4 separate regions of the Mus musculus genome follow, and all the other regions are linked to region 3. The links are chromatin contacts, called in public Hi-C, HiChIP or PLAC-seq and promoter capture Hi-C maps. All regions are on one chromosome and are shown on one strand. The core of a region is the stretch at or near the end of the contact, and the rest is flanking DNA. Distances in the headings are between cores, read along the strand shown. Region 1 overlaps Slc39a11 (solute carrier family 39 (metal ion transporter), member 11). Region 2 overlaps Slc39a11 (solute carrier family 39 (metal ion transporter), member 11). Region 3 holds the start of Sstr2 (somatostatin receptor 2). Region 4 overlaps Slc39a11 (solute carrier family 39 (metal ion transporter), member 11).

What was found. Promoter capture Hi-C pulls out the DNA fragments that hold promoters and counts their contacts. A called contact is a pair of places that touch in the nucleus more often than the background predicts. HiChIP or PLAC-seq counts read pairs in DNA pulled down with a chosen protein or histone mark.
Region 1: a Hi-C map of cortical neurons shows a contact between it and region 3. The contact joins the enhancer-like site here to the promoter of Sstr2 in region 3. A contact is called at or near these places in 15 of 39 promoter capture datasets (the 3T3-L1 cell line, 3T3-L1-derived adipocytes, the HPC-7 cell line and 10 more), 1 of 15 datasets of contacts at CTCF or cohesin (the NIH/3T3 cell line), 4 of 484 Hi-C or Micro-C datasets (the N1E-115 cell line, cerebellar granule neurons and cortical neurons), 12 of 115 datasets of contacts at active chromatin or transcription factors (the SCID.adh cell line, T-cell acute lymphoblastic leukemia, embryonic basal ganglia and 7 more) and 3 of 9 other capture datasets (adipose tissue, embryonic stem cells and pancreatic islet).
Region 2: an H3K27ac HiChIP or PLAC-seq map of embryonic fibroblasts shows a contact between it and region 3, with 5 times the contacts expected there. The contact joins the enhancer-like site here to the promoter of Sstr2 in region 3. A contact is called at or near these places in 2 of 39 promoter capture datasets (embryonic stem cells and neutrophils), 9 of 115 datasets of contacts at active chromatin or transcription factors (the NIH/3T3 cell line, craniofacial prominence, embryonic basal ganglia and 6 more) and 1 of 9 other capture datasets (adipose tissue).
Region 4: a contact with region 3 is called in a promoter capture Hi-C map of neural stem cells. The contact joins the enhancer-like site here to the promoter of Sstr2 in region 3. A contact is called at or near these places in 9 of 39 promoter capture datasets (the C10 cell line, the HPC-7 cell line, cranial neural crest and 5 more), 1 of 15 datasets of contacts at CTCF or cohesin (the NIH/3T3 cell line), 4 of 484 Hi-C or Micro-C datasets (bone marrow-derived macrophages, cerebral cortex, cranial neural crest and 1 more), 12 of 115 datasets of contacts at active chromatin or transcription factors (T-cell acute lymphoblastic leukemia, craniofacial prominence, embryonic basal ganglia and 9 more) and 4 of 9 other capture datasets (adipose tissue, embryonic stem cells, liver and 1 more).

The regions. Positions count from the first base shown.
Region 1 is chr11:113,347,115-113,353,791 of GRCm38.p6, forward strand. All of the region lies in intron 6 of Slc39a11 (solute carrier family 39 (metal ion transporter), member 11), which reads right to left. The region is part of intron 1 of Gm51926 (a long non-coding RNA gene); the gene reads left to right. Among named protein-coding and RNA genes, the nearest start is that of Gm51926, 9.7 kb to the left of the region's middle. Within about 2 kb of position 5,312, at least 36 of the 459 cell types and tissues checked have an H3K27ac peak or open chromatin away from gene starts, as enhancers often do. A contact at or near this core is called in the HPC-7 cell line, the N1E-115 cell line, the SCID.adh cell line and 2 more, where this site is marked.
Region 2 is chr11:113,265,240-113,272,676 of GRCm38.p6, forward strand. The region is part of intron 7 of Slc39a11 (solute carrier family 39 (metal ion transporter), member 11); the gene reads right to left. Among named protein-coding and RNA genes, the nearest start is that of Gm51927, 40 kb to the right of the region's middle. Within about 2 kb of position 3,867, at least 40 of the 459 cell types and tissues checked have an H3K27ac peak or open chromatin away from gene starts, as enhancers often do. A contact at or near this core is called in the NIH/3T3 cell line and embryonic fibroblasts, where this site is marked.
Region 3 is chr11:113,614,601-113,621,729 of GRCm38.p6, forward strand. It overlaps Sstr2 (somatostatin receptor 2), which reads left to right and starts at 4,727. Exons shown (of 2, transcript NM_001042606.3): 1 at 4,727-5,022. It also overlaps a transcript of Slc39a11 not described here.
Region 4 is chr11:113,322,140-113,329,698 of GRCm38.p6, forward strand. All of the region lies in intron 6 of Slc39a11 (solute carrier family 39 (metal ion transporter), member 11), which reads right to left. Among named protein-coding and RNA genes, the nearest start is that of Gm51926, 15 kb to the right of the region's middle. Within about 2 kb of position 4,417, at least 87 of the 459 cell types and tissues checked have an H3K27ac peak or open chromatin away from gene starts, as enhancers often do. A contact at or near this core is called in cerebral cortex, craniofacial prominence, embryonic limb bud and 3 more, where this site is marked.

The DNA of each region.
Region 1 (6,677 bases), core at 4,062-6,561, 270 kb before region 3:
GCTGGCCATGCAGGCAGAGGTAGAATATATAAACCAGAGCTCTACGGGAGCCAGAGTCGCAGAAATCTATCATTTCCCAACCACCGCTCCAGAGAACCTAATGGCTGTAGGAGAGCATTCGATAAATAACCATTTCCGGGTACTGCAGATTAGATTTCATACACCACAGCCCAGGACCAGCTTAAGTGGAGAGATATGAAGAACGGGTCTTTATTCAAAAGCAAGATTTACTTCTAATCCACTAATAAGCATGCAAATACGTTTTTCCAGGCTCAGTGCCCAGGGGGGAAGAAAACAGCTTGCTCAAGACCATTTTCTGACCTGGAAGGTTCCTGACATTGAATGTGCAGTTGGCCCTGGCAGATCCTGGGGTCGGTCTCTCTCTCTCTCTCTCTCTCTCTCTCTCTCTCTCTCACACACACACACACACACACACACACACACAGCTTATCAATAGATGGTGGCTGTGCCCATAGCCCATACAGCCAAGGCCAACCTGAACAGTTTTACACAGTCCCGAGCCAAAAAATACTTCCTTCTGAAAGTGACTTAATTTGTGGTTTCTTCTTTTACTTGAATCTTCTTGACTTTGCCATGGAGCAAAAGCCATATGCATCCGGCATACTTCCATGACAAGCTTTTGTGATTATTTCTCTGAGCTGGAAGTACATGGTCTGTGAGCCACCATCACTCACTCTCACTCTCTCTCTTCTCTCTTCCCCGCACCCAGGAAGCAGAAGTGAGTTGGGTGATCACAAGGGTGAAGTAGAACAGAGCGCAGTGCGTGTGCGTGCGTGCACATTAGTGTGTGTTTATTCATACTGAATAAATTACATGAACTCTGATGTCTTTATTAAAAAGTCAGAAACTCCTGTGACATTATTTTTGCCTAACCATACACTGTCATAAGTGCTCTGGTCACATTTAATGTCACTTCATTCAAGATGAACTAATTCTTGGTGTATTAAATACATTTTGGGGGCTGAGGAGAGGGTTCGGTTGGCAAAGTAGTTGCCATAGAAGCATGAAGAACTGAAGTGGCTCCCCAGAACCCATGTAAGTAGCCAGGCATGGTGGCATGCACTTGTCATCCTAGTGATGGGGAAGCAGAGGCAGGAGGAATCCCAAGGCTCAGCTTAGCCTAACTTGCAAGTGGGTTCTTAGTCTATGCTCAATGTCCTCATAAAAAGGGAAATGTTGGGGCTGTCAGAGATGTGCCAATGGTTAAGACTGAAAACTGCTCCTGCTGAGGACCCAGGTTCAGGTCCCAGCACAACCTGTGATTCCAGCTCCAGGGTGATCCGATGCCCTCTTCTGGCTCTGATAGGCAACTGCCCCCACACACAGACACACATACTCATAATCAAATATTAAAAAATAAATCTTAAATACAGAGCAATGAAAAAACGTCCCAGATAGATATAGAAGAAAAACAATGTCAAGAATCATGGGGAAAATATATCCACTTACAAGCCGCGGAGAAAGACCGTGCTGTGTTTTCAATGGATGTTTCCCCAGATGATTGCGCTTGGGAAGATTGTGGAGCCTTCATGGATGAGGTGGGGTCTTGTGGCTGGACCCTCGGGTTTTATAGATTATCCCCACTTCCTATTTACTCTGCTTCTTGACTTTAGATGCAATGTGACCAGCTGTCTCCAGCTCTAGCCACCACATCTCCCCTGCCAATAATGGACTGAGTCCCTCTGAACTGTAAGCCAGGACTGGGTCCCTTTGAAATTCAAGCCAGGACTGGGTCCCTTTAAACTTCAAGACAGGACTAGGTCCCTTTGAACTGCAAGCCAGGACTGGGTCACTTTGAACTGCAAGCCAGGACTGGGTACCTATGAAGTTCAAGACAGGATTGGGTCCCTTTGAACTGCAAGCCAGAAATGATTCCTTTTGAACTGCAAGCTGGGACTGGGTGCCTTTGAACTGCAATCCAGAATAAACTTCCTTCCTTAAGCCCTTTCTTCAGGTATTTTGTTACAACATGAATAGTAACTAATGCAGACCTGAAAGGAATGGTTAACTCAGTACCTACCACCTGAAGGGAACATCTGTCTAATCCTTCACTTCAGATGTACAGCCTCCAAGACCTTGAAAAAAATCCTGTCCATGGAAGAAAACCACATTAACACAATCAGAGTTCCAGGGAAGTGTTTCTAAGTTGCTCAGCTTTGGGGCATGGGTCCCCTTGCTTCCTGCTCCCTTTTCTCAGACCAGAGAACTTGGAGGTAAACAGCAAAGAGTGAGCTCTGAAGCAAATGGTTGTGCTTCCTCCCTACTTTCCGTGTGACAAACATTGAGCATCTGTCTCTCCACCATCCTTCGTCCACAGCAGTCAAACACAAACCCTGCTGTCTTTAAAGTGAAGAACACGGTCAGAGAGGTGTCCCTGAGCTGCACATGGGCCTGTACGTCCTTTTCACCTGCCTCCTTCCCACCACCTCCAAGTCACGGGGTAGCTTCCTGAACTCCATTTCAGTCCTTAAATCACTTCCGCCTCCGTGCATTCTTAAAGTCATTCTTAGACAGCAGATTCCCCGACTAAGACATGCCAGTGGGGAGCACTGAGGCTGCAGCTCAGAGGCAAGTGGTCATGTCTAATCAGAGAGCCCAGAAACTTCCAGGATTGCTAATGTCACACAAGTGCCACTTTGTCCATTCTGGGCCTCCAGGTTGGCTAATGTCACACAAGTGCCACTTCATCCACATTGGCCAGAGTCTGACTTCCTGAAGTTGTCACAGAGGACTTCATAACACGCATGAAAAAGCAAGGGTGCCCCCCCCCCGCCCCCCGCATCCCCCAGAAGATGAATGAAAGGCTGAAGAACGTGGCAATCTCTGAACTTAGAAGTGCATGCATGGGATTCTGGGTAAGGAAGGAGGGAGGAGGAGAGAGTGCCAAGCCGTTGGGTGCAGGAAGGATTATTTGATGCTCTGGGAGCTCTCCATGTAAAACAAAAGCACAAGGGAATCCAAGTTCTCCAGGTCTATACAGTCCACACTCCCTCTAGGGAAGGATTCAGATCCTGCTTCTAAACAAGCCAGAGGTCACTCTCCTCCTCCCCTGGGGCGGGGTGAGTCTCTGGAAGAGGAATCACATCAAGAGTCTGCGGATCTGTGACTACATGTTATATGCTATTGTAACGTGCACCCAGGAATTGTGGGAGAGGTTGCATGTGTTCAGGCAGAGATCCATGAGGGTCTGTGGTACCTAACATAGGAACTATTCTCTATTATTATCACGGAAATCAAGTCAAAACTACCTGAATGCATATCGCGCACACTAGGAAAACACAGACAATGCCAGGTGTTGTTGAATGTACAGAGACATCAGGACTTTCCTACGCCGATGGGGAAATCTCAAATAATATGTCTCCAGGCAAGCGGACCAGAAGAGATCAAGGGCACGGGAGCTAAGAGGTGAGGTGTCAGAATTTGAAATACTGTTTCTTCTTTCCTCTGAGAGGTGGTGATCAGCAGGAAAAAAAAAAAGATTTCTCTTTTAAGAAATGAGGTTGGGGACTGGAGAGATTGCCCAGTGGCTAAGATCACCGGTGCTCACCCATTGGACCTGGGTTCTGTGACTAGTACCTACATGGTGCCTCACAACCATCTGCATCTCCAGTTTCAGATGATCCGATGCCCTCTTCTGGCCTTTATGGGCACTGCATGCACACAGTGTACATACATACAAGAGGGCAAAACCACCTATACACATAGGATTAAAATGAAATATCAAAAAAAAATGTAAAAGAATTTAGTCTGGGGACAGAGTGCAGGGTGTTTGGGCGGGGCTATTGAGACAAGGCAGCGGGCCAGAAGAGACTGGAGAGTGGATGTGGTGAAGTAGGACCAGTATGCTTGGTATTTGATAAAAATGGAGGGTAGTGACAGATGGTGGAGGCACCATGACAACAGTAAGGTGTTCTAGCCCAGAACACCTGAGTGAAGATCAGGACATTATCTGCAATGGGACACAGATGGTGGGGACAGAAAAGGCATGTCTGAAGGACAATGGGACACAGATGATGGGGACAGAAAAGGCATGTCTGAAGGACAACTTGGCAGAGACACTTAGCCAGGTATTTAGAGTCTGTGTCTTGGGTCCCTGGAGAGGAGACCCCTTTGTTTTCTCCCTTTTAATTAGAAACCTTTGCATTGGGGGCATCTGATGTACCTCAGTGTCCTACCCCCTCAGGACCCATACTACTCACACCCCTACCCGAGTTCTCTCCTCCCTGCTCCTCCGACACCCTCATCCCCACATCGGCCAGCAGCCGTGTGCTTCCCATGCTGTGTTTCAAGTTACCCCCGACTTGGCTGAGCAATCCTGCTACTTCTCCAAAGCAGCCCTGGACATGTCAGAGGGGCAGAAGTTGACTGTGTTCTGTGTGGTCACTCATGGATGGATGTTCTGCGAGGTAGGAGAGAAGTGAGGGGCAGGGACAGGGGGGCTCAGAAAACCCATGATGCTAACTGCTGAGGGACCCTTGGGTGGGAGGGAAAGAAGAGGTGAACCACAGAGAGCAAAGAATATAAAGCCACGGAGGCAAGACAGACACACACACAAACACATGCACACACACTTGGGGTTTATTCTCCTGGATGTCACCCCCACTGTGTTTGGTATACTAGGACAGTAGGCTAGGGCAGATGAGAGGATTTGGCGTTTGCTTGTTTGTTTGTTTGTTTGTTCGTTGTTTTCTTTTCTTTTTGAAGCTTCACAAAGGATCTCCTTAAAGCTGAAGGGGCACACTTTCTCTGAACCCTGTAATGCCAGGGCTGAGAGGCAGGCGTCTAGGTGTGTGAAGAGTGCTATCCCAGGCATGTAAATCCATCTGGAGGTGGAAAACAGAAAAGAGGGGGATCCCAACAGGGCTGCACCAAGAGGGAAATCTCAACAGCGGAAAAAGACGAGGGATTACACACAGAGTCAGGATTCAAGGAGGTTCATTTGTACGATGGTGTGGCTGAGAAAAGTCCAGATGGAAACGGCCGCCTGACTCTGTCTACACTGGAAAGTGCGCTCCAACAGAAATAGTGAGTCAGAACTCGATGCCGTGTTTGTCAACTTGGGGACCAGCTGGGCTGTGTGTTGAACAACCCATCAATCCGCTAGACACACACAGAACGGGAGGCATCTTCCAGTTGTCAGAGTAAAGATTCTTTACTCTTCAGTCCGGCAACCCGAAGACAAACAAGGGAATTTGTGGCTTGGTTTCCTTGACAACCTTATCTTCACTTCAGGCACCATCCCTGTCTCCAAGCAACAGGGCACTCTTCAGAATTACCAGAAGGTGAAAAACCAGCACTTGCCCCAGTCCTCCAGGACAAAGCAGGATGGGGAAGAGCCACTGACCCACACCTCACAATGCAGAGCCCAGGGAGGCTAGGGAAGGTGTGTCTCCCCAAGTATTTCCCCAGACCACATGCACCCAGACTCTATCCCCTCAAGTTCCTTATGTGCATGCTTTGGCTTATTCCCTGGAGGACACAGTGACTCAACCATTCCTAATGCAAAAGCCCTACATGGCCTCAAGCGGGGGGGGGGGGGGGGGGGAAGAAGTGGAGGCGGACCCTAGAGAGCAGGGCACAGAAGGAAAGCCAAGATGTTACTGTCACCATGACTTAGCAGATTGCTAAACCTGGAGAAAGGAGTTTGATTAAAGGAAGAGAGAAGACACCTCTATTGCGGTGTTGATATTTAAGAAGACCTCATTTGCCTCAGAAAACAGGATTCTGAGTGTTTGTTTTTTTACTGTGGGCTCCGTCCCTGGGCCACGAAGAATGTCTAAGAGTATAAAGAAGAGGTATGAGTGAGCAAACTCTTGAGAGGTGGCAGCTCTGAGTCTTCATGGAGACCAGAGGAGTGAGCTGAGCGGCTGAAGGAACTGGGAAACAGAAGGAGCCGACATGGGATAGGTTCAGGTGTTGCATCTCATAACCCAGAAAGCCACCATCCATCTCAATCCTTTATTGAGGATTTCAAACCACCTCACACCCATGACCATAGCTGCCCTTACAGCATCTGCAAAGCTGGGGCCAGGCTGGAGCTTGGAATTATGCCCCTTCCTTCACAGCCGTGGCCATCTCTACTTGAGGGCTGTTCTTGCACGCCATTCACACCACACAAGGCTATTTCTCAAGAAGACACACACTACAGAGTCTGAGTCCAAACTCTGTCCCATCATTGGGATTGAAGAATTCTGATGGTCTGGTTTGTTATCATTCAAATAAAATCCCCAAATCTCAGGGAGTACAGGCAATTACAGTTTTCAGTCATCCTGCAACTGTATGGATCTATTCAGGACCCCTCCCTATGACAGTGAGTAGCGATTGTTAGCTTTACGTCATCTAGACCAGGAGACAGCTGTACTGGTTGGGTTTGTGTGTCAACTTGACACAGTTGGAGTTATCACAGAGAAAGGAGCCTCCCTTGAGGAAATGCCTCCATGAGATCCAGCTGTAAGGCATTTTCTCAATTAGTGATCAAGGGAGGAGGGCCCCTTGTGGGTGGTGCCATCCCATGGCTGGTGGTCTTGGGTTCTATAAGAGAACAGGCTGAGCAAGGCAGGGGAAGCAAGCCAGTAAGTAACATCCCTCCATGGCCTCTGCATCAGCTCCTGCTTCCTGACCTGCTTGAGTTCCAGTCCTGACTTCCTTTGGTGATG
Region 2 (7,437 bases), core at 2,617-5,116, 350 kb before region 3:
GAAGAAAATAGGGCAGGACTTCTGATCCCAGTCTGGGGGGTCCCAAGGAAAAAAATAAGGGTCATGGGAAGAGAGAAAGTGTGGCGAGACCGTGTGGATGAACCAGGAGGATTCGGCATGAGGTCACGATGAGAGAGCAGCCATGAGGACACACGTGGACCAGAGCGAGCCAGGGAGAGACTCGGATGTAGGTAAAGGACCACGTAGCTGTGTATTAGCAGTGCAGCCAAGTTAGATTAGCTCAGAATCTGCCCTGCTTAGGGCTTGCAGCTTGTTAATAAATATACAGGGTCTCTGTGTCATTTATTCAGGAGCTAAAATAGCCTAGATTGGGCATAGAAACACCCTGGAGTTATTCAGGAGCAAAGAAAACCCCCCAAAATTGCATTTATGGCATTCTGTTACAGCAAACAAGAGAAAAGCAGCTAGCCCACCAGGATAACTGTGCTGGGATCACTGAGTGAAAATATCTTCACTACTTCCTCTCTCGCCCACGTTACTGGTTGTTTTACTTAGAGACGTCTAAGACAATAATTCACAAACTTAGTCATCCACCAAATATTTGGAAATGCCTACTAAATTCCTGGTATTCAATTTAAAAAAAAAAAACCCCTTTGTTTAGTTTTACACCCAGGCAAGGGACTGAGGTGGACATTTTACATATCAAGCTAGACCTGGTCTCCAGGTTCTCCCAGCATCCCTCAGTCCCTACCTGGCATACCCTGCCCCCAACCTTGAACTTTCCAGCCCAGGGATGGCTGCTCTTCCCTGTATAATCCAGACATTTTGCTCTCCTCCTCCTCCTCCTCCTCCTCCTCCTCCTCCTCCTCCTCCTCCTCCTCCCCCCTCTTCTTCCTCCTCCTCCCCCCTCTTCTTCTTCCTCCTCCCCCCTCTCCTTCCTCCTCCTCCCCCCTCTTCTTCCTCCTCCTCTGAGTGCCCTATCTTTTTCTCCCCCCCACCTCTCCCCATGGCGACTCTCCTGGCCTCAATCCTTGGGGCCAGTGAACCAGCCTAGGAACAACTTCCCAATAACCCTGCCTTTGGCATAATCTAGTCTGGCTTGAATTGGCTAATTTTCCGGCAATGGAAAAATAACCTATCAGCATTTTGCTGAGATACCCTTAGAACGATATAAAAGTAGTCTTAGGCTTCTCCTCAGCCCTCTTGCACATGCTCTGTCATGAACAATGTACATATCTCTAACATGATGCCAACGGGAAGACGGTGCCGGCACACCACCACCACTGCCCCCATGCCACAGACTTGCTCAGTGTAAAAAGTGACGACATGACCATTCCTCGATATGGTAAAGGGGAAGACTTTCATTGTAAGTGTGTGTGTGTGTGTGTGTGTGTGTGTGTGTGTGTGTGTGTGCGCGCGTGCGTGTGAGAGAGAGAGAGAGAGAGAGAGAGAGAACAGCCAGAGGCATCAGAAGAGAGAAGGAAGTAGACAAAACACAGCCAGGAATATCTCCAGACAGACAGACAGACAGACAGACAGACAGACAGACAGACAGACACAGAGAGACAGGAACAGAGAGAGGAGATTAGCAGGGGATAGAGAACAGAGAAATCACAGGAGATGCAGGAGCTGAGCAGGAAGAGAGAGCAGATGGAAGAGCAGGGTTAGAAGAGCAGTGAGCAGCTGTGGGGAGGGGCTTTGGGGAAGGGAGGCGTTGAGAGGGCTAGGATGCTAGCGCACACTTGGAACTGTGGAACGGAGCTTGTGATACCAGCCTGCACTTTGATGTGCTAGGAGGCATCACAGGAAGCCATCTGTCCTTTCTGCCAGACTTGAGGCAAAGGGCTCCTTTGGGTAGAGGAGAATCAGTCTCACAAGTTCCTGAGGGATGCTGGCTCGTTTCTAACCACCCGACATCCTCCTATGGTCCACGTTAAACTCATTCCTGGAAATATGAACTGCCGCTTGGAGTTTGCGGAATTGGAGTTTTCTTTGGACTGGACTCCCAGGATCCTTCTGTCTTGCTTGCCAGCACTGGAGTTACAAACCTATTCCACCACACCTAGCTTTTAGGGGTGGGTTCTGAACTCAGGTCCCCATGCTTGTGGGCAAGCATCTTACCAGCAATATAAATAGTTTTTAAAATTAACTTTGAAATTGATTTCTTTTTTTGTTGTTGTTTTTGGTTTTTGGGGGGATTTTTTTTATTTGTTTTTTTTTTTGTTTGTTTGAGACAGGGCTTCTCTGTATAGCTCTGGCTGTCCAGGAACTCACTCTGTAGATCAGGCTGGCCTTGAACTCAGAAATCCCCCTGCCTCTGCCTCCCAAGTGCTGGGATTAAAGGCGTTCGCCACCACCGCCTGGCTTGGAATTGATTTCTTGAAATAAGGACTCATATATTTGTGGACCAGACTGACTTGGAATTTATTGTGTAGCCCAAGCAGGCTTTGAAGTCATGACATACATCCTGCCTCAGCCACCAGAGTGCTATGACTGCATGTGTAAGCCACCTCGTTTGGCTACCAAAAAACACACTTCAGTAGCACTTAAATACACTCACAGTGTTGTGAAGCCATCACCAGCAGTTCCGGAAATGCCTAGTAATAGTTCTAGAGCATTCTCATCTCTACCCCATTTAGGTGCTCGCTGGTTACCCTCCATATTCTGTTCCTCGTAGCCCCTAAAACCCACCACTGCTTTTTGTTCTGCCTATTCGCCCACTCTGAATAGAAACCATACGCGGTCCTAAGCATCTTCCGTGGACCATAATAGCTTCACCCACCCGGATGCTGCTTCACCACTTCCTGCCTTTTTATAAGCAATATGCCACTGCCTGTGTAAGCAGTGTTATCCATCCCTCCATCGATGGGACATCTGTGTTGTTTTTGCCTTCTGGCTGCTATCAAAGTGCTACACAAGCAGTCGTGAATGCATCTCCGTTTGGTCCCCTGTTTCCAATCATGCCCAGTCTATTCCGAGGAGGGAAATGGCAGAGTAGCATTTTAAGAGATTGCGTGTTTGTCTCAGGACCCGAGGAGTGCCATTTAATTAAGGGGATCAAGAGGTTAGGAATGTGCTTGTAGGCGTCTGAAATGCTTGGTGTGGATCAAGGTTGGAAGGAGGCAGTGGTGGGGGGGCGAGTCCAGCTGAGAGTGACTAGGGGAAGGTGACAGTGACAGGCATGCGCGCACCAGAGGTAAGGAAGCACCTTCCTGCCGATCAGCCAGCTAGTCCAGGGGAAGCTGAACTCACTCTCAGAAGAACCGCACCGCACGAAGCTCATGAATCTTTAGAGTTCTTCCAGGCTCTCTTGGCCAAACCTCTCTACCATATCTGAGAAGCCTTTGTATCTAAACACTGCCTGGGACTGTGGTCACTACCCATCCTGATCTTCCGTCCAACCAGGAGTCGATATCCTCTGGGGAAGCCTGTTCACTATTGTTAGCCTTATTATTTACATAACTGTTTCTCTTAGTAAGAGACAGTCTTGGGTCGAAGTTTAAATCATCAGAGTTTAATCAGAATAGCTCCGGTCTGAGAACACTCTCTTCTCTAAAACAAAACCCATAAAATTCATGAACAAAGAGAGTAATAGAATCCTAATAGAATCCACCGGGCAAGACAAAGTAGAAGCCGCAAGCCGGTCCCATCCTATCAGTGCAGATATAGGGAGCCCTCACCCTTGAGAACCTGCTAACTTGTCTTCATATGAGCGTCAGGAGAAACCTTCTGAGTATGAGGTTTGCTCTGGAGGATACGCAAGTACCATGACTCACTCACAGCACAGGCTTCCTGTTCTTCCTGGGTCCCCAGAGAATGCTGAGGCTATTTCTCTAAGTCTGCTAACAGCTTGCGGTGACCTACCCTGTCTCCCAATGTGAGTTTGCTGGGCTGGCTCGATTAACTCATGAGTCAGAGCTGGGTTCTCCAACCCAGTCCAGGTACAACAAGCATCAGGGCTCCATATGCCTGATGTTAGCCTGAGGTCAGGCGGGTGTCCAGTAGGGCCATGGAGGAGTCAGAGGCATGGGGCCTAGCTCATGGCCTGTAGGCAGTGCCCAGTGGGACAGGCAGACAATTTACGAGCTAACTAACACTTCATAAAAGTGAGAAGCAAATGCTAATGGGCCAACAAGCCAGGGCAGAAGACCTTTGTCTTCAAGATGGGAAGCTGACAAAGCCACTCTCCCAATGGCAGGCAAGTCTGCCCAACCAGTGCTGACATTGATCTTGGATAACTCTGAACTCTAGAAGGCTGCTGTCAACAATGGAAAGAGACTTCCTAGGTCAAGAGATTTGAAACTTTGTCCCCTAACTCTTTACTTAAACAGAAAGGCCAGCTAGGCAGATTTTTTTTTCTTTTTCTCTTTTCTTTTTCTTTTCTTTCTTTTTAAATCACTGGTACCATCATCCACCTCTGAGTGACTCTGGTGAGTAGCCCTCTTGCTCCAGGTGACAAATGTGACCTTGACTGGCATTCTTCTGTACTTTTGGCAGAAAGGGACTCTGGTGTCATCAGAGTTTGGGACAGTAGGGGCCAGCTTCCTCAGGCAGACGGGAGAGAAAGCATTTTGCTTCTGCAGATTGTGGATGCTCAGGCTGGGTCCCCAATGACTTGGATTGCTATCTGTGTACACGACCTTGCCTCAGGGGTTCTAAGGCTACACGGAGCCATGGCCTGTGTGGCTTGTTAGCTGCCTACAGTCCCACCTCAACCAACTCAGGATGGGCCAAGTGTGGGATACAAATGATGCTGAGAAAGCTATAATCTTCCCGTTTAGTCTTTGACGACTTATCTAGTGCTTCCCATGTTCTGGGAACCAAGCTGGCTTCAAGTGACTCTAGGGGGATTAAAGATGGGACCCAGATTTGCATGGAGCTAGAGCCACACAGATGTCATGCAAGTGAAAACAAGGGCTGAGTGATATTCCCCTCCACACGCTAAGCCGTAACCAAATGGTACTAACACATAGGATGCTAAATGTGGGTTTGTCAAATTCAAGGAAATATCTAGAGAAGAAGGAAGTAGGCAGACTTTTAGAAGAGATGACACTGGACCTAAGATCTGAAGACTTGGAAGGGTGACGGTGGTTTAGACTGACCGTTAGGGAAAATTAACTTTCCACTCAGAGGGGCAAGCAACAAAGGCTGACACACGTGGGCAAGGCCAGAATCTAGGGATGGAGGTGACTTTGAACTTCATCCCTTGGGTCCTGAGTCCTGAGAGGATTATTCTTAGAAACACGCAAAGGGAAGTGACTGGCTTGGATTAGGAAATGATTTCAGAGCACAGGATAACCCAACGAGCACAAAGCATCCAGATTTGTATGTAACCCCTACTTATGGATATATTTCTAAGTGTAAGTTCCTCTAGGAAGTGGGCTGAACTCGCAGCAGAGAGATTTACGTTAGAGTGTCCATGTATCAAGAACACACTGAGGCCCACAGTGGTCCATCTGCCCCTGCCATTAGAAGAAAAGTGTGCTTATCTTTCTTGGTCAAGAACCTATCCCGCACACCTATTCAGACTCCTAGATGACTTACTCAAGGGGGAAAGATCTTAAACATGTCTGAAGTCCTTCACAGTGCTGTCTACACAGAACACGCAGGGGACCACGTGTAAACAGATGGCGGTCAAGATAAACATGGCACAGATGAAGAGAAGGCAGGTTGCCAGAGGGGAACTGTATAGACAGACAGCGCTGAGAACCAAGAGGACAGCCGGCACGCGGGTGCTCTGTTAAGTACCACACGGAGGTCAGGTAGGGAAGAAACCTTTCATCTTCAGAAGATGAAAAAATAAACACCGAATCAAAGTCTGGCATGAAAAGATGACATGACAAGGGACTGGACTGGTGACTTACGGTTAAGAGCACTGGCTGTTCTTCCCAAGGACTCGTCTTCAGTTCCCAGCACCCACCTAGCAGCTCAGAGCCATCTCTAACTCCATTCTAGAGGAGCTGATGCTGGCTTTGGCCCTCCTTTGAAACCAAGCACACATGTAGTACACAGACATGCATACAGTCAAAAGACCCATGGAACCAAATGTACAGAAATACAAATAAATGTTAACTTTATAAAATAAGACAAAACAAACAAACAAAAACAAAAGAATCTATCCCTGTTGCTGCTGGTCAGACTGACAAGCCCACCAGAGGCTGAAACTGGCTCTCTGGGGGTTTATAGAATGTCTGTTTGCCAGACGAGTGAGGCATGGAAACCCCTTTCCTCAGCAGGAGTCTTGGAAAGAAACACATTACTGAAAATCGATGGGAGCAAAACTCAGGTCCCCTCACCCCACCTCAGAAGTGGAGAGCCCTGTCAGTGCCGGGCTGCAAGGCATCATGGGAATCCAGAGGTTCGGAGCCTGGGGGGCCAACAGTCCCGTGAGGAGGAGGGATGAATGGGAGGTGCACCATGTTAACGATGGTGAGGCTAATTAAACAGTGGCAATTGTCTCTCAGAAGCACGCCAAGTCTGAGCTGCACACCCTGTGGTACCTGCAGCATCTCAGCTAAGTGAGTGTAATTACTCCCATTTAAGCCAGCAGAAATGGAAGCTCTGGGAGACTAAGTAATGCCTCCAAGATCATACACCTCCCAGAGAGCCAGGACTCGAACCCTAGTGTGCCCGGCTTCCCACAGATGATACCCAGGACGGTTAACTCCAGTAGAACAATCCAAGCGGAGCATAAATAGAAAAGAAGCCATTGGACTTTGGAGGCTACTTGAGGTGACTGTCAAGTGTCTGGGTTGATTAACTGTGAACTTGAAGGAAGACAAGTGTGCTTTTATGCCACAGATCTGCCCTGGGCCTGCTTGGGCCTGTTTCCACCCCTCTGAATGAGGAAGCTGTGCTTTGCAGGAGCCTGGCAGAATGAGGAGAAGCCGAGAGAGGCTGAACGAAGGGCCCAGGGGAAGTACGAAGTATTGTTGGAGACAGGAGTGGATGCCAGGCTTGGAGAGGCCCTCCTGGCAGGCGTGACTGCACAAGAAGGAAGGTGCTAATATTTCCTAGGCAGACAGTAGGGCTGCTCCATTGGACACAAATACACACTGGGACACACAGAGGGACTCAGACACATACGGGGATACAGAGACAGACCCATAGCGATACGTACAGGAATACACAGACACACATACAGGGATACATACATGCACAGGGACACACACAAAGGAACACACACACAGGGATACATGGGTACAGGGGCTGGGATACACACAGGGAACACATATAAAAAACACACAGGGACATACACAGGAATACATATATACACAGGGACACACACATAGGGATACATAGACCCAGGGAAACACACACACACACATTTACCCAGCCAGGACAATGACAAAAGTAGGTAAGTCAACTGTGTTAGACAGGAGGTGTAACTTTCCTCCTTAAGGAGTCAGAAGAAGGAACGGGTGACTCCTAATGAGCCTAGGAGTCCAAAATCAACCAGAATATTACGGTCCAGCC
Region 3 (7,129 bases), core at 3,477-5,976:
GTTAAGGGTTTGCTGTGTTTGAGTATCTGAGTTTGATCCCTAGAACCCACACTTAAGGGGTGGGCCGGAAAGTATGGTGGTGCGTGGCTGAAATGCCCGTGCCAGGAAGCGGAGACAGGTGCATCCCTTGTGCTTGACAGCAGGGCAAGCATACTGGTTGAGTCCCCAGTTGTGGTTATTACAGGGGGAGGGGGGAGTGAGAGGGGGGAGGGGGGGAAGGGAAGGGGAGGGGAGGGGGAAGGGGAGGGGGAGGGGGAGGAAGAGAGAGAGAGAGAGAGAGAGAGAGAGAGAGAGAGAGAGAGAGAGAGAGAGGAGAGGAGCTACCCATTAGGGGAATAGTTCCTCTTCCATCTGATCAAGTTGTACAAGATGGATCTGCCAGCCTCTGTTGCTCTGGGTAACTGCACTGTGGGTACTCACAAAGCAGGCAGCTTGAACTGGTAGCTTTGCAACCCTGAAGAACTCAGTCTCTCTGTGCCTTGGTTGGTCCATTCAGAAAAAGGAACACTGATTGGGCTTTGAAAGACTGCAGTGAGGATGCCAAGAAATAACACAAAGGAGCCGGGCATGGTGGCTCACGCCTTTAGTCCCAGCACTCAGGAGGCAGAGGCAGGCGGATTTCTGAGTTCGAGGCCAGCCTGGTCTACAAAGTGAGTTCCAGGACAGCCTGGGCTATACAGAGAAACCCTGTCTCGGAAAAAAAAAAAAAAGAAAAAGAAAAAAGAATTAACACAAAGCATCCAGTGCAGCACGGGGTAAGCACTCAATATGTGTTCAAATGGATTCATAGGAAGGTTCTCGGAGCTAAATCAAGTGTGAAACACTGGGGTAGATAAAGGCCAGCCAGTTTCTTACCTCAAGATGTCTTCAAATGACCAAATGAATGGTGCCAGTGGCAGTACCAGAGGTATTCAGGGTTACTGAGATCATAGCCTTGTGCCCCATGCAAGCCAATGGGCCAGGAATGAATGGCACCTCGTGGTGTTCTCAGGAGGCACACTGCACCTGCAAGGCAGGTGTGATGGCCACCCTTTCTGAGCTGTCCATGCTCTCCCCCTGAAGGGCCTGTGACAGATGAGCACTCCAGTAAGGACCAGGGAATGTCCTTGGAGACAGCTTGCTCTTTGCCAACTCTCACCGAGGACTTGTTCCAGGATGAGTGATGAGGAACCTTGTTATGTTAACAGGCATGACAGACGAGGGGAAGAGAGATGCTCAGGCTGGTAGTGGGGAAGGACTCCCTCCCCTCATCCAGGGTTTCATAGCCTGACACTGTCAGCCAACTCGACTCCTGCCTTTCTAGTCCCTGGCTGAATGATCTTGGGCAAGTCACTTGGCATCTCTGAGTCTGGTTTTCTCACTTACACAACTACGTGGCATTGGCTTTCTTGATCAGAGGCTCCGAGGTCCCTCTTGGGACCAGCATTCTTAATGCACTTCCAGCAAGATGGAGAAGGAAGTAGGAAGAGGAGAGAGAGAAGGGATTCTGAGGAGCAGTTTCCAAGGAGGTTCCATAAGCAGGGAGAGAGAAGGGAAGAAAGGGGCTCCTGTCACCCCTGCTGAATCTAAAGAGACCTCAAGCCCTCTAGGCCAATGGGCATGTCCTTAAAAATTCATGGTAATCACATGCCATAGTTTCCAAACAAAACATCAAGTCCAGGTGTGGCCTCACAGACCTGCAGTCCCAGCTCTTGAGGCAGAGGCAGAGGCAGAGGCAGAGGCAGAGGCAGAGGCAGAGGCAGAGGCAGAGGCAGAGGCAGAGGCAGAGGCAGAGGCAGAGGCAGAGGCAGAGGCAGAGGCAGAGGCAGAGGCAGAGGCAGAGGCAGAGGCAGAGGCAGAGGCAGGAGGCAGAGGCAGAGGCAGTCAAGGATCGTCACATGTTTGAGGCCAGCCTGAACTACACAGTGAGTTCCAAAGCACCCCACATTTAACATGCTGCAGCTTAAGGGGCCTTGCTCTTTCTCCATCCATAGAAATGTCACATGTGCAGATGACAGACCCTGTGCCAGATGCCTGGCCTGCCATTCAACACCACCAATCAATCCAGTTCTCCTATGCCTCACACGTTCCTCTAAGCTAAACTGCTTCCACCATAAGCTAAACTGCAACATTTGCTTCCACCAAATGGACAGCAGAGGAACAATTGCTCTCCATTTAGTTGATAAAGCCTCTAAGCGACCAGACAGAATGACCTACTTGAGAGTTCCCGGTCCGTTGTCTGCTGAACTCCCAGGCCATTACCGTTCTTCATTTCCTGCCACCTAGCGTCCCTCTGGTAAGTGCAAAAATGAAGAGGTGTTTGTTTCATTGGCTTAAAGATACCAAGCAAGGGGCTGGAGAGATGGCTCAGTGGTTAAGAGCACTGACTGCTCTTCCAGAGATCCTGAATTCAATTCGCAGCAAACAAGCAGCTCACAACCATCTGTAATGGGATTGGATGCCCTCTTCTGGTGTGTCCGAAGAGAGCTACAGTGTACTCACATACATAAAAATAAATAAAAAATCTTTAAAAAAAAAAAAAAGATACCAAGCAAGCCAGTGAGGAGGTTATCTCTTTTGCAACCCGTGTATTTTTCTGGTTCAAGGTCTCGTTACATAGTTACTAAAGGAGCTGTTGAGGAAGGACAGGCCTGCGGCAGATTGCTGGGTGGGTGTCAAAAGGGCAGGGTATTGTCAAACCAGGATTGGGAACTCAAACCTGGAGGCTGGAGGGGCGGTGCAGCGAAGCCAAAGGTGATCTCAGAGCTCTGTGGAGGCATTCACAGGTCGGGGGAGGGGAGAGAGGCACACAACCGGACCGGACAAAATCAATAATTGTTCTAGATGACCTTTTCTGCTCTCAAGGTCAAAGTGTTCAGATCTCACGGGGCCCAGCTGCAAAAGAGATAGGCATGCCCTGGTTTCATCTATCCATTGGGGCTGAGCCTGGCAGACCTGACTCTGAGAGAGCTGAGGGAAGACTTCCCAAGTGCACGGAGGGTGGATTTTATTGTGTGTGCTCAGCATGTTAAGAGCATACAGAAATGATCCCCACGTTGTTTGGGAAAGGATTATTTAGCTGATAAGGACAGCCTGCTTTTTTGCTGGTGGTGTTGATATGGAACCAAAAGTACAGAAACCAAAAAAACCTGTACACTGCCCCCTGGGGGTCACCTTGTGTATGAGAGAAGGAACTACTGAGAACCAGGGGTTCCTGTTTTTGAATGAGCTATTTTGCTAGACAATACACAAACTGCAGCAACAGGTGACGAACTTTTACAAGGTCTCATGACACTCGAAGAGAGCCGAGCTCAGAATGGACACTTCCTGGCTCTTCATCCTTCTCTGTTCCCGGAAGGGTTTTTAACTAGAGGGGGCAATAGGCATTGTAACAACTGTGTCTCAGGGAGGAGGAGGCCTGAGCTCACTCAGGGCCCCTTCTTTCCCCCAGGGCCACTCCCCTCGTTCTGAGAGCTGCACTATTCAACCCTTCAACCCCGCCCATAAAAAAACCTAAAGACAAGCCAACCCACACAACACTAGGACCCGACAACCACTGCTTCAATCTCCATCAAGTCCACAGAGCCCACACATCTCGTAGAGATGGTGCCAGTGAGCGACACTCTGACTTACAAGAATTCCGGGCTGCTTTTACCTGCTGCCTGGCTCCCTGTCAAAACTCACCGCACATACACAACTCCTGGATTTATGCTTTTCCCCGATGAACCCGCAAGCAGATCAAAAACAGGATGGCTGCATCAGGACCCACAGAGAAAGCTAATCGGGGGGGGGGGGGTTTGTTTTCTGATTTTTCATGTTCTAGAAACCACCAGGGTGCACTCACTGTCTCTGTCTGTCTGTCTGTCTCTGCCCCTCTCTCTCTCCTCTCTCTCCCCTCTCTCTCCTCTCTCTCTCCTCTCTCTCTCTCTCTCTCTCTCTCTCTCTCTCTGGGGGAGTGTTAAGAGGTGAAGGAAGGGAGGCTACAGGATTGATTATGACTTATTAAACTATTGGAACATCGGCTGAATCATCACAGTCAAAAAATAAATAGCTGCAACTTGATGCGACACATCTCCCACTTCTTGTGAGTCCCTCCTTGCTCCCGCAGAGCGCCACAGCGCGCGTAGGCGGAACGGTTGGGCTGGGGCTGGGTCAGACCAGCAAGCAGTGACTGACGGGCTAAATTAAAGCTAGAAGAGACTGCATGGCCCGGGGCCTCCAGTTGGGAGAGCGGTGGAGCCCGCGGAGCCTGCTGGCTGCAGGAACTGAAGCCAGGTGCCCCGCGCTTGCACACCTGCAGGCGCCTGCACGGGAGACACGCTTGCTGCTGTCACCCCTTTTTCCTCTGCCCTTAGCCTGACTCTGCAACCTGTGCCCTGTTCCCGGGACTGGACCGTGGTAGGCACGGCTTTGCAAACTTGAGAACACGTCTTAAAGGTCCCGGAGCTAGTCTAGGTCACCCAAGTCGCCGCACCAGCTGCCTGGAATTTGTTGGGTAAAACCAGACCGAGTCACTGAAATCGGAAAGAAAGCCACGCGCGCCCTCATAGGGAGGAGTCGTGGAGACACTGACATCGCTTCACCATCCAACAGCATCAAGGTCTGCTGTCTTATCCTGGGCCACCCGCAGGTTTTCTCCACTCTGCTCACCGGGTCCAACAGGACCCGGCAGGCGGAGCCAAGCTGCCGTGACGTCACGGGCGGGGGCGTGGGGAAGTGTGCCCAGGGGCTGCCACCCGCCCGGGCCACTGCTAGCGGCGCAGCCACCGGCGCGCTCGCGAGGCCACCGGCGCCTGGAGCACCAGTCCGCGGCTGGGCGTCAATGATCTACAGGCCAAGCTAGCTCTCTCGGGGCCCGGGCAAGCTCTCTCAGACGCCAGAAGGGCCAGCACGAGCCAGCCAAGGAAGCTGGGAGCCCCGGGAGCCACTGCTGAGCGCCAAACACCCGCTAAGCCTGCTGTGCTCCTGGACGCCCAGCTGGGTAAAAGAACAGCTTCTGGGTGCTAGAGAACACAGGGAAGCGAGTGCTCGAGGAAAACCAAGGTGAGGGGTGCCAGTGTGCATACGCGTGTGTCACCGTGAGATGGAGGGAGGGACAAGCACACTTTGGGCACCTGCATGCATCTGTTCTGGGGATAGACCGCCGATCCCGGCGACCTGCACGTTGGTCCCGGCGCGCAAATTCTCTGTTTTTGTGCCTTTGGAGGTGACAGGTGGATGAAAGATGCATATCGTGGTGTCTGGGGTGGAAAGGTAGTGTGTTCTGGGACGGATTTGTTCTCAAAGAAAATGCCCAAGTACCGTGGCGTGTGCCCTGCGTGTCCGATGGGGACAACTTGTTTCCTAGCCACCTGCGAAACAGCCCTGGTCCGAGGAAAGAGACACCAGCTAAAGGAGAAGGGACATGCCAAGTGCCACCACAGGGTCCACAGTCTGAGACCTAAGTTAGGGAGGGACAGTGATGGGGACGTCACCGAAAAAGAAGGAAAGCAGATTCTTCAGGGCTCTTTATCGCCCTGATGGGGAGGCAGCCCAAATTCGTCTGCGGTCAGGTCCCCCTCCCTCCCCCCCCCCCCCACCCGCCGCCCTCAGGCAGAGAATCTGTCTAGATTGGAGAGAACCAGCTACTGAATGGTCAGGTCCCCAAGCGACTGTCAGCGCTCCTAGCTGCCCCTGGCACCTCAGTCCCCTCTGCGTTTCGAAGCTGGACATTGCAGGCACCGCAATCCACTCTCCCTCAGTCTGCCTAGAAACGGTAAAGATCCCTTAGGGAACACGTTGTTTCCAGAGTCAGCGAGTTATGACCCTAAATATTTTCCTCACACTAACTCCATCGTCCTGAGCCTCGCTTATCTACCTTCGCCCCAATGGCGAGGGGCACTCTAGCATCGTGGTGGGCTACACAGGGCTGCTGCAAGTTCCAACCTCAGATTCTTGGAGGGGTGTGTGTGTGTGTGTGTGTGTGTGTGTGTGTGTGTGTGTGTGTAGGTGTCTGGTAGGCTTGGAGATGGGGAGGTCTTGAGGGCTCACAACAGAAAGATGCTGGAAAGAAACTAAACCCACCTGTCCCTCCTCTAGTTGTGGAGCAGTCTGTGGGAGGGAAAGAGGGGGTTCCTGAGTGGAAACCCTTCTTTCCATCGGAGCCAGGGGACGCCACCCACCAAGCTACAGGCCAGTATTTAGCAGCAAAGCAGAGAGCCTGACTTCCCAGGGCATTTAATTTAAGCACAATTCAACAAGTATCGCCCGGTGGCATTTGCAATTCACTTGCAGTGAGATGATTGGAAAAGGAAAAGACGCCACTTGGAGGTCTTGGGCTTGTTACATAGGGCGCCTAGGTTCTAAGCTCGTGTCTTCCTCAGACATGGGGTTCCCAGCATATGACCTCCACCCACCTTCCCAGACTTCCCTCCCCAAAGTGGAGATGTGTCTCAGCTCATTTCAGAGAAAGGTGACACCCCCTCCACACACACCCCTAGACCCCCCGCCATTCATTCTGGTTCTGCACAGTGAGGGCTGAAGAAACACATCCGGCCTTGTCCCACCTCTGTCTTCCTCTTTCCCCTCCTCTTCCTCCTCCTCCCCCTCCCCCACTCCTCCTTTTGGCTTTAGACAGGGATTCTACAGCCCAGGGGAGGTCTTCAGTCCTAGTCAGACATTGAAGTACCCTATCACTGTCCATAGATGGCATGAGCTCCTGGTTACTGTGAGGTCTCACTGTAGGGAGCCTGAATAGGATTCTGGGTCTATAGAATTAAGTCACTGACAAGATGAGAAAGAAGGGGGTGGGGGGAAGACAGGGGAAATAACCCAAGTTAATCTGGGGATACTAAAAGGAGTTTCTTTATGGCTTCTGGTTGTAATGGCTGCCTGCTTCTGCTTGCTTACCCAATGTAGACACAATGCCATGGGTCCCCAAAATGCAAATGCGAAAATCCTAGACCTCACTGACCAAGCATGTGCTGGGGAAATTACTGCAGAAAGAAAAGCCAGGCCATCACTTGGCCGTGAGAACGAATCAGAGACAGAGGTGGGCACGAATCAATCGCACCTGCCTGTTGCTTGCTACATCTTTAACATCCCTGCAGCCTCGACCAGTGTTAGGCAATCACTTGGAGAAGCCCTCTGCTTCAATGAAACGTGCTCAGGC
Region 4 (7,559 bases), core at 3,167-5,666, 290 kb before region 3:
CTGTCTTTCCCACATGTTCCTCTCTTCCTTCCTCTCTCCTTTTGTCTTTCTCTGTCACCATTTTCCAGGTCCCCCTGTTGTGGATGGCTCTGTACTGCTTTTATTTAATGTTAATCCTGCTCTCCCAGGAAAGGATGTCTGGAATGAGGAATGAGTCACATGCTCAGGTGGCTTCTTGTGAACCAATCCCCTAATGGATATAGGAGCCAATCACTGGGCGAGTAGGAAGGACTTCTGGGTTGGACAGAGGAAGAGAGGAAGCAGGAGAGAGTTAGGTCCTTTTGGGATGGGGACAGCAGAGGGGTAAGATGTAGCTGCTAGAGTTTCCCAGTATCTTGGCGGATCTGCAAGGCTTCGCCACCAGAGGAATTGGAGATATATATACATACATACATACATACATACATACATATATATATATATATATATTTTTTTTTTTTTTTTTTTGAGACAGGATTTCTCTGTGTAGCCCTGGCTGTCCTGGAAATCACTCTGTAGACCAGGCTGGCCTCAAACTCAGAAATCCACCTGCCTCTGCCTCCCAAGTGCTGGGATTAAAGGCGTGTGCCACCACCACCTGGCCCGAGGAATTGGATTTTAATAAGGCTTACAAGATCAGGTTTTAGCTGTTGCGCCCAGAGATTGAGTTACCGTTGTTTATGAGCTAAGTTTGTGTTCTGTTTTCCTTCACTCAGAGGGTTCAAGAGAGAAAGGTGCGGCAGCAAAGCGGGTTTGCCTGATGAGCACCACAAAGGCTGTGGGGATTGGAAGCATGGGGCTGGCGTGGTAATGACCTGCCAGTGGGAACCTAGCGAGCTGGGTGGAGAGATTGTGGGGTTCTGAGTTAGAGCCTCCATGAGATAAAAACAGGTCAGCCAGCCCGCCAGGGCAGAGGCACCAGTGCAGCCACCATGCCAGCCTGTTTTGTTTGTTTGTTTTAAAAATCTTTCTTGCAACATTCCCCCAATAAACTAGGCCTGTCGCATGGCGGTGGTTCCTTAGGGGAACATCTTGGCTGGCCCTGCTGAGGTGCTCTTTCCACCGCATTACACCGCCATCTTATAAAGCACCCTGAAAAAGGCCCATCCATCTCGCATGGGTCTGATGAAAACATGCTGGGAGCTGTCCTGTGGTCCAGGCCCTTCTGCTTCAGACCTCCTCCTTCTTTCTCCTCTCAAGGGGCGCAGACGTGCATTGTGGTTCACCAATCCCTGCTCCCTCCCCGTGTCCCCCAGTAAATGCCTCAGTGTCTAAGCCCTCCTTAGCACCTATTTCCCTTAGCTGAGATGAAACCATCATGCTGGCCAAACAACACACCCAATAACTGCTCTGTGGGGCAAAGCATCCACTTGAACGAGCAAATAAAGGCCTTAAGTTCTTTTAGACCTTTGTTTTCAGCTTGGGCTATTCATTTACCACGTGCGTGTTGGGGAGAACACCTGCAGGCCGCCTGCACGTTAGAGGAAGGCTGGTTGCTACTTGCCTACGTTCTGCACGAGTGAACCATAAGGGGTTATTAGACGTAGGTAATTAGGCTATAATTGATCTTAATGGCGTTGGAAATAACAGGCGATATCATTCAGTCCTTAGCACACAGCAGCGTCTGCTCTGTACTTTAAAAACGTACCCCACCGCACCTTTTAGGGAGCTATGAGGAGCCAGAAGCCCAGGTGCACAGAGAGAGTCCATTCAAGGTGCTGTAAGATTGAGCCAGAAGAGGAAATGGGAGCTAGAGCCATGCCGGTTCTCCAGGCCCACCTTGTAGGCAAGAGCCCTGAGCTCAGGCTCCATGGTCTGCAGGAGGAGACCTTATCTGTTTGCATGTCAGGTGCCATCAAGGAGAAGACATGCCAAGGGGCAATAAAGCGCACACTGGCCAAGGATCCTAATAAAACAAGACTACTGTGCCAAGTACCACTCATGGCTGAGGCCAACGGCAATACAGAAAGGAAGCGGGGGTGAGGGTGGGAATCACTGTGTTCTTTACAGACAGCAATTTTATGATTTTTATCTTTCAGATGTCAAACAGTCAAAAGGAGTAACCCTGGACACAGGGTTCATTTAAAAAGTGCAATCAACTAGTCATCTGAGACAGGGATGGAGACGATGTGAAAAGGGACATGACACCCAGAGCCAGTCCACGTGACCTCCCAGGAGGGCGATCTCTCTATTGCACACACTCCTTCCTGCAGGCAGCAGAAGGGGCTCTCTGCCATTCACCCCACCATGCCCTTCTGTGGCTAGAACAAAGAAAGCAGGTCTCTTTTCCTGCTGACTAGTATGATTGACACACCCGAGAGGTGTGCGCCACTTTCTGAAGGGGACTCGGCGGCAGAACTAGCTTTGGCCATTGTAAAAATGACCTCGACCCCCTCCTGGTTCTCCACCCGGGGGAAGACTGTAGCTCCCATCCTCTGTGTTACATGCATTTTCCCTTAGGACAGAACAGTCCCACGGCTATCCCACAGGCTGTACATCCCCAGCACCCTCAGGCTTCCTGGGATTCTTGGGGCCCCAGAACCTCCAGACCTACCTCAGTAGCAGACATCACTAACTCCTAATTATACATTTCTTTTTCACCAGGCTTTGCTTTTTGAGGCAGGATTAACAGAAACATTTATACTTAGAGGTGTGAAACACTGTCTTCATCTCAGAAAGACAAATACTGTATATTACCTCTCATGGATAGTTCCTGGATTTTATGGATGTGTAAAATCACGTATGTATATGGTATGAAAGGAGAAACCTCGCCTTCTAGGGGGACAAAGGGGACTAATGATCTGAGGTAGGGGTGAAGTGGGAGAAGGTGCTCAACACACATTATATATGTATACGAAAACTCCAAAATAATAATAAAAAAAGTTAAACAAACGTGTTGTTTCTAAATTGCTTGATGCTAGTGACCATGACCCTACCTTTGGAAGTTTCTGTGTTTCCAGGGCTCGGAAAGCCATACAATGGATGTTCAAAAGCCCCATTGGAGAATGGCTGACCCTCCTTGAGAGAATGCCGTCTGTGATCCTAGTGAAGCAAGGGGAGGATGAAGCAGGTCATTCCCCACTCTTCGGGGCAGGGCTGAGGGAGGGATGGTAGGAGAAGGCAAACGTGGATGAGGCACGGGCTGCCTACTGTGAGTTGGTGGCATCACAGCAGACGGGCTGCCCACAGCCCGTGAAACAGAAAGAAATATTAGCGGCGAGTGTGGATCTCCAAGGGTTGGGCGAAAGCAGCTTCTTAGTAATAGAACTGTCCTAAAATTAACCTTGAGAGAGGCACGCCTGAACTGTGCACCACTTTGAATGTATCTTTCATACACAGAGACCAGCTTATGTTCTCTAACACACACATACACACACACACACACACACCACTCACACACGCACACACACATGCACACATGGATATCACAGTGCATTTTTCTTCTGCAGCACACTCAAAAGCACAGGTCAGTCTGAATGACTACCCCAACCACTAACAGCATTTGAATAATTTGACTCTCACCGATGTGCAAGGCTAAAAAAAAAAAAGAAGAAGAAAGAAAGAAAGAAAGAAAGAAAGAAAGAAAGAAAAGAGAAGAGAAGAGAAGAAAAAAAGAAAAGAAAAGAAAAGAAAAGAAAAGAAAAGAAAAGAAAAGAAAAGAAAGGAGAAAAAGAAAAAGGCCTGAGCTTGACTTTGAGCAGGGGTGCATGTGAAGAAGAGAAGAGGTAGGCATGGGCTGGAGACTCAAATATTGACTTTCCCCGAGGAGCTGATGGGTGACGGGAGCTGTTGGGACCACAGTGGGCATCTGGAACAGGGGGTGTTTCTGCTTTCTGGAAGCCAGAGCATGTGGTTCCAACACTAAAGAGCTTTTAAAGGGGTTAGCAAACGCAGAGAACTGGCAGAGAGAGCACGGAGGCCAAGGCTGCTTGGTTCTCACGTGAGTCAGACCTGTGCATCACCGTGATGAGGGAGGAGGGAAGGTTTGCTCCGGCCAATGCCTTCAGAAGTGTCAGCCTATCATGGCAGGGTGGCAAACATCTCACATCATACTGGCCAGGGAGAAGAGATAGAATGTGAGATGCATTTCTCTTCTAAGCTCATTTAAAAAAAAACATAAAAAAAAAAAACTAGATAAAACCCATCGCAGAGCCACGGTGGATCTGAGTGGGACCCCGAGCTCTTTCTCTTCTGCTGTGCAGGACTTGGTGACAGTCAGATTTTTCCATCTTACAGATATTTCCGAGTCACTGTGGGCCGCTTACAACTCCTCTCCTGGGTCTGCCCAAGGGTTTCCTACATGCCTCCATGATATTTATGAACCTGTCTTTTTCTAGGCAGATCTCATGGGCCGGCCACATGTGCCCTGTCCCTAGCTTAGCCTCATCTGGTGAGAACTGGGACCTGCAGATTTGCCAGACCCCCTGCTGGAGGGAGATGGGATGACAGGCAGCTGGCCGGGACAGGAGCGGGCAAATACCAGATGGTAGAGAGGAGGCACTACCTCAGGGGGTCCACGCGAGCCCACCCCGGCAGATGCTCTGATTCCGCGGAGGGACCCTCGGGTTGCTGCGTTCATTCCTATTCCCTCCTCCTTCTCCTCTGCTTTACAGTTCCCAAGTGTAAGCTCTTCGGAGTCACACTGGAAATCTACTGAGCAAGACAGGGAGACGAGCTGTGGCTACACACAGGACAGGAAGTTTCCTAGTCAGTCCCCAACACGGGTACCCATGGCCTCATTCTGTCTCACAATGGAAACAGAGTGTTCGGAGACTGCTGAAGCTGTGGTTCCTAGCAACACCAGGTCTGTGCTAAAGAGCGGTATCTGTCTGATGACCATCAGCCTCGATGCACGGACTCAGGGTGAGGGCGTGGAGGCTTTCCTGAGCAGCTGATGGACACACAGCTTCTCTCGACTTCAAGTTTGTGGTGTGTGCGAGAGGTGGGGGGAACGGAGAGATGGAGGGGGAGCGGGACAGACTGGAGGCCAAACACAGATGTCAGTGTTCAGGAGTCGTCCACCTTTTTTTTTTTTTTCTCTTTAAGTTTTACTGCATTATGATGAGAAAAGGCACATAATTTCAATTTATCTGAATTTGTTAACATTTAAAAACATATTTTGAGTAAATAGACTTACATCACATTCTTCTTTCCCTTTTGTACCCCAACTCCTCCCGGAGAGCCCCCCTTCAAAACCTGCAATACCTTTCTTTTTTTTATCATATTCTTTAAAATTTATAAAATATTGTAATAATAAAAATGAGTATTATAAAAGTTATTGGATATAAAACAACAATCAATTGAACAGTCTTATGTAGATGTTTGTCTACAGCAATACTGAAAATACATATGTTTTTCTCAATATAAATTCCAAAGAACTCCAAATATATTAACTGTATGATATTTTAAAATAATATATCACTATTTTTTTTCCTGTTTGTTCTTTTGCCTGTTTGTTTATAATAGGGTCTCTCACCATTCTGAAACTTGAGGTGTTGACAAGGCTGCCAGCCAACCAGTCCCAGACCACGGCCTGTCCCCCCCTTCCCCAGAGCTGTGAGCCAACATTCACTACCACACTAAGCTCTTTCTTCTGTAAACATGGGAATAAACTCAGATCCTCCTGCTGCACAACAGGCTCTCTCAGACTGGAAACTTCCAGCCTCTCTCCAGCCTCAGACTTCCCTCTCTCCTCTAGGCTGACCTGGGTACTGTGAGAATGAGCAAGGTCCTGGGGGATCTATTGTCTGAAGTGCACACAGGCAGAGTGTGCGATCTGTTGCTTTAGAGCACAAGAATAAAAGCTTTTTTAAAAAAAAAAAAAGGCACTTCAGGCTTTGTCTGGCCTATAGGGTATACTGGTCTTGGGAGCTGGGGTGGGCGTGGCCTACTTTGCAAGGTTCCATCTCAAAAAATTGTACATCACATCAGGGAGTAATGCCCTGGATTGAATACAGCCCCCCCCCACCCCCAATTTGTGTCCAAACCGGTAATCCCTCTGTCTCTATCTCTTTAGTCAGGATTACAAGTATGGGCCACCATGCCCAGCTTTTTCCCCCCTATGTTTGTATTTTTTTTATTAGATATTTCCTTTATATACATTTCAAATGCTATCCCGAAAGTTCCCTATAACCTCCCCCCGCCCTGCTCCCCTACCCACCCACTCCCGCTTCTTGGCCCTGGCATTCCCCTGTACTGGGGCATATAAAGTTTGCAATACCAAGGGGCCTCTCTTTCCAGTAATGGCCGACTAGGCCATCTTCTGCTACATATGCAGCTAGAGACAGGAGCTCTGGGGGGTACTAGTTAGTTCATATTGTTGTTCCACACATATGGGGTTGAAGACCCCTTCAGATCCTTGGGTGCTTTCTCTAGCTTCTCCATTGGGGGCCCGGTGTTTGATCCTATAGATGACTATGAGCATCCACTTCTGTATTTGCCAGGCACTGGCATAGCCGCATACGAGACAGCTATAACAGGGTCCCTTCAGCAAAATCTTGCTGGCATATGCAATAGTGCCTGGGTTTGGTGGCTGATTATGGGAGGGATCCCCAGGTGGGGTAGTTTCTGGATAGTCCATCCTTTCGTCTTAGCTCCAAACTTTGTCTCTGTAACTCCTTTCATGGGTATTTTGTTCCCTATTCTAAGGAGGAATGAAATATCAACCCATTGGTCTTCCCTCTTCTTGATTTTCTTATGTTTTGCAAATTGTATCTTGGGTGTTCTATATTTCTGGGCTAATATCCACTTATTAGTGAGTGCATATCTAATGACTTCTTTTGTGATTGGGTTACCTCACTAAGGATGATATCCTCCAGATACATCCATTTGTCCAAAAATTTCATAAATCCATTGTTTTTAATAGCTGAGTAGTACTCCATTGTGTAAATGTACCACATTTTCTGTATCCATTCTTCTGTTGAGGGACATCTAGCTTCTTTCCAGCTTCTGGCTATTACAAATAAGGCTGCTATGAACATAGTGGAGCATGTGTTCTTATTACCAGTTGGAACTTCTTCTGGGTATATGCCCAGGAGAGGTATTGCTGGATCTTCCAGTAGTATTATGTCCAATTTTCTGAGGAACCTCCAGACTGACTTCCAGAGTGGTTGTACAAGCCTGCAATCCCACCAGCAGTGGAGGAGTGTTCCTCTTTCTCCACATCCTCGTCACATGCCCAGCTTTTAAAATGTGGGTTCAGGGGATTAAACTCAGATCTGTGGGCTTGCAACCCTCTTTCCAGCCCCTGGAAATAATCTACGTAGACGAAATTCACTAAGGCGAGGCTTAGCTGGAGTAAGGTGGGTCTTACTTAAATACAGTGCCGGAGTCCTTACAAGAGGTGGTGGCAACCCAGAGGAACACAGGGAGGTTAGAGGAAGATGTGGGTGGGAAGGTGGGGGGTGCCCTGAGTTGGTCATGTGTACACCAGGGACTGATGACAGCCAAGAACTCAGAGAGGTTTCAGAGGGGGCCTGGCCCTGTGGACACCTTCATCTCAGGCTTCTAGAATCTAGCAAGGTGTCCCTGTTGTTTTGAGTCACCCAGCAGGTGGCCCTTTGCTGTGGGAGTCCCGGGGA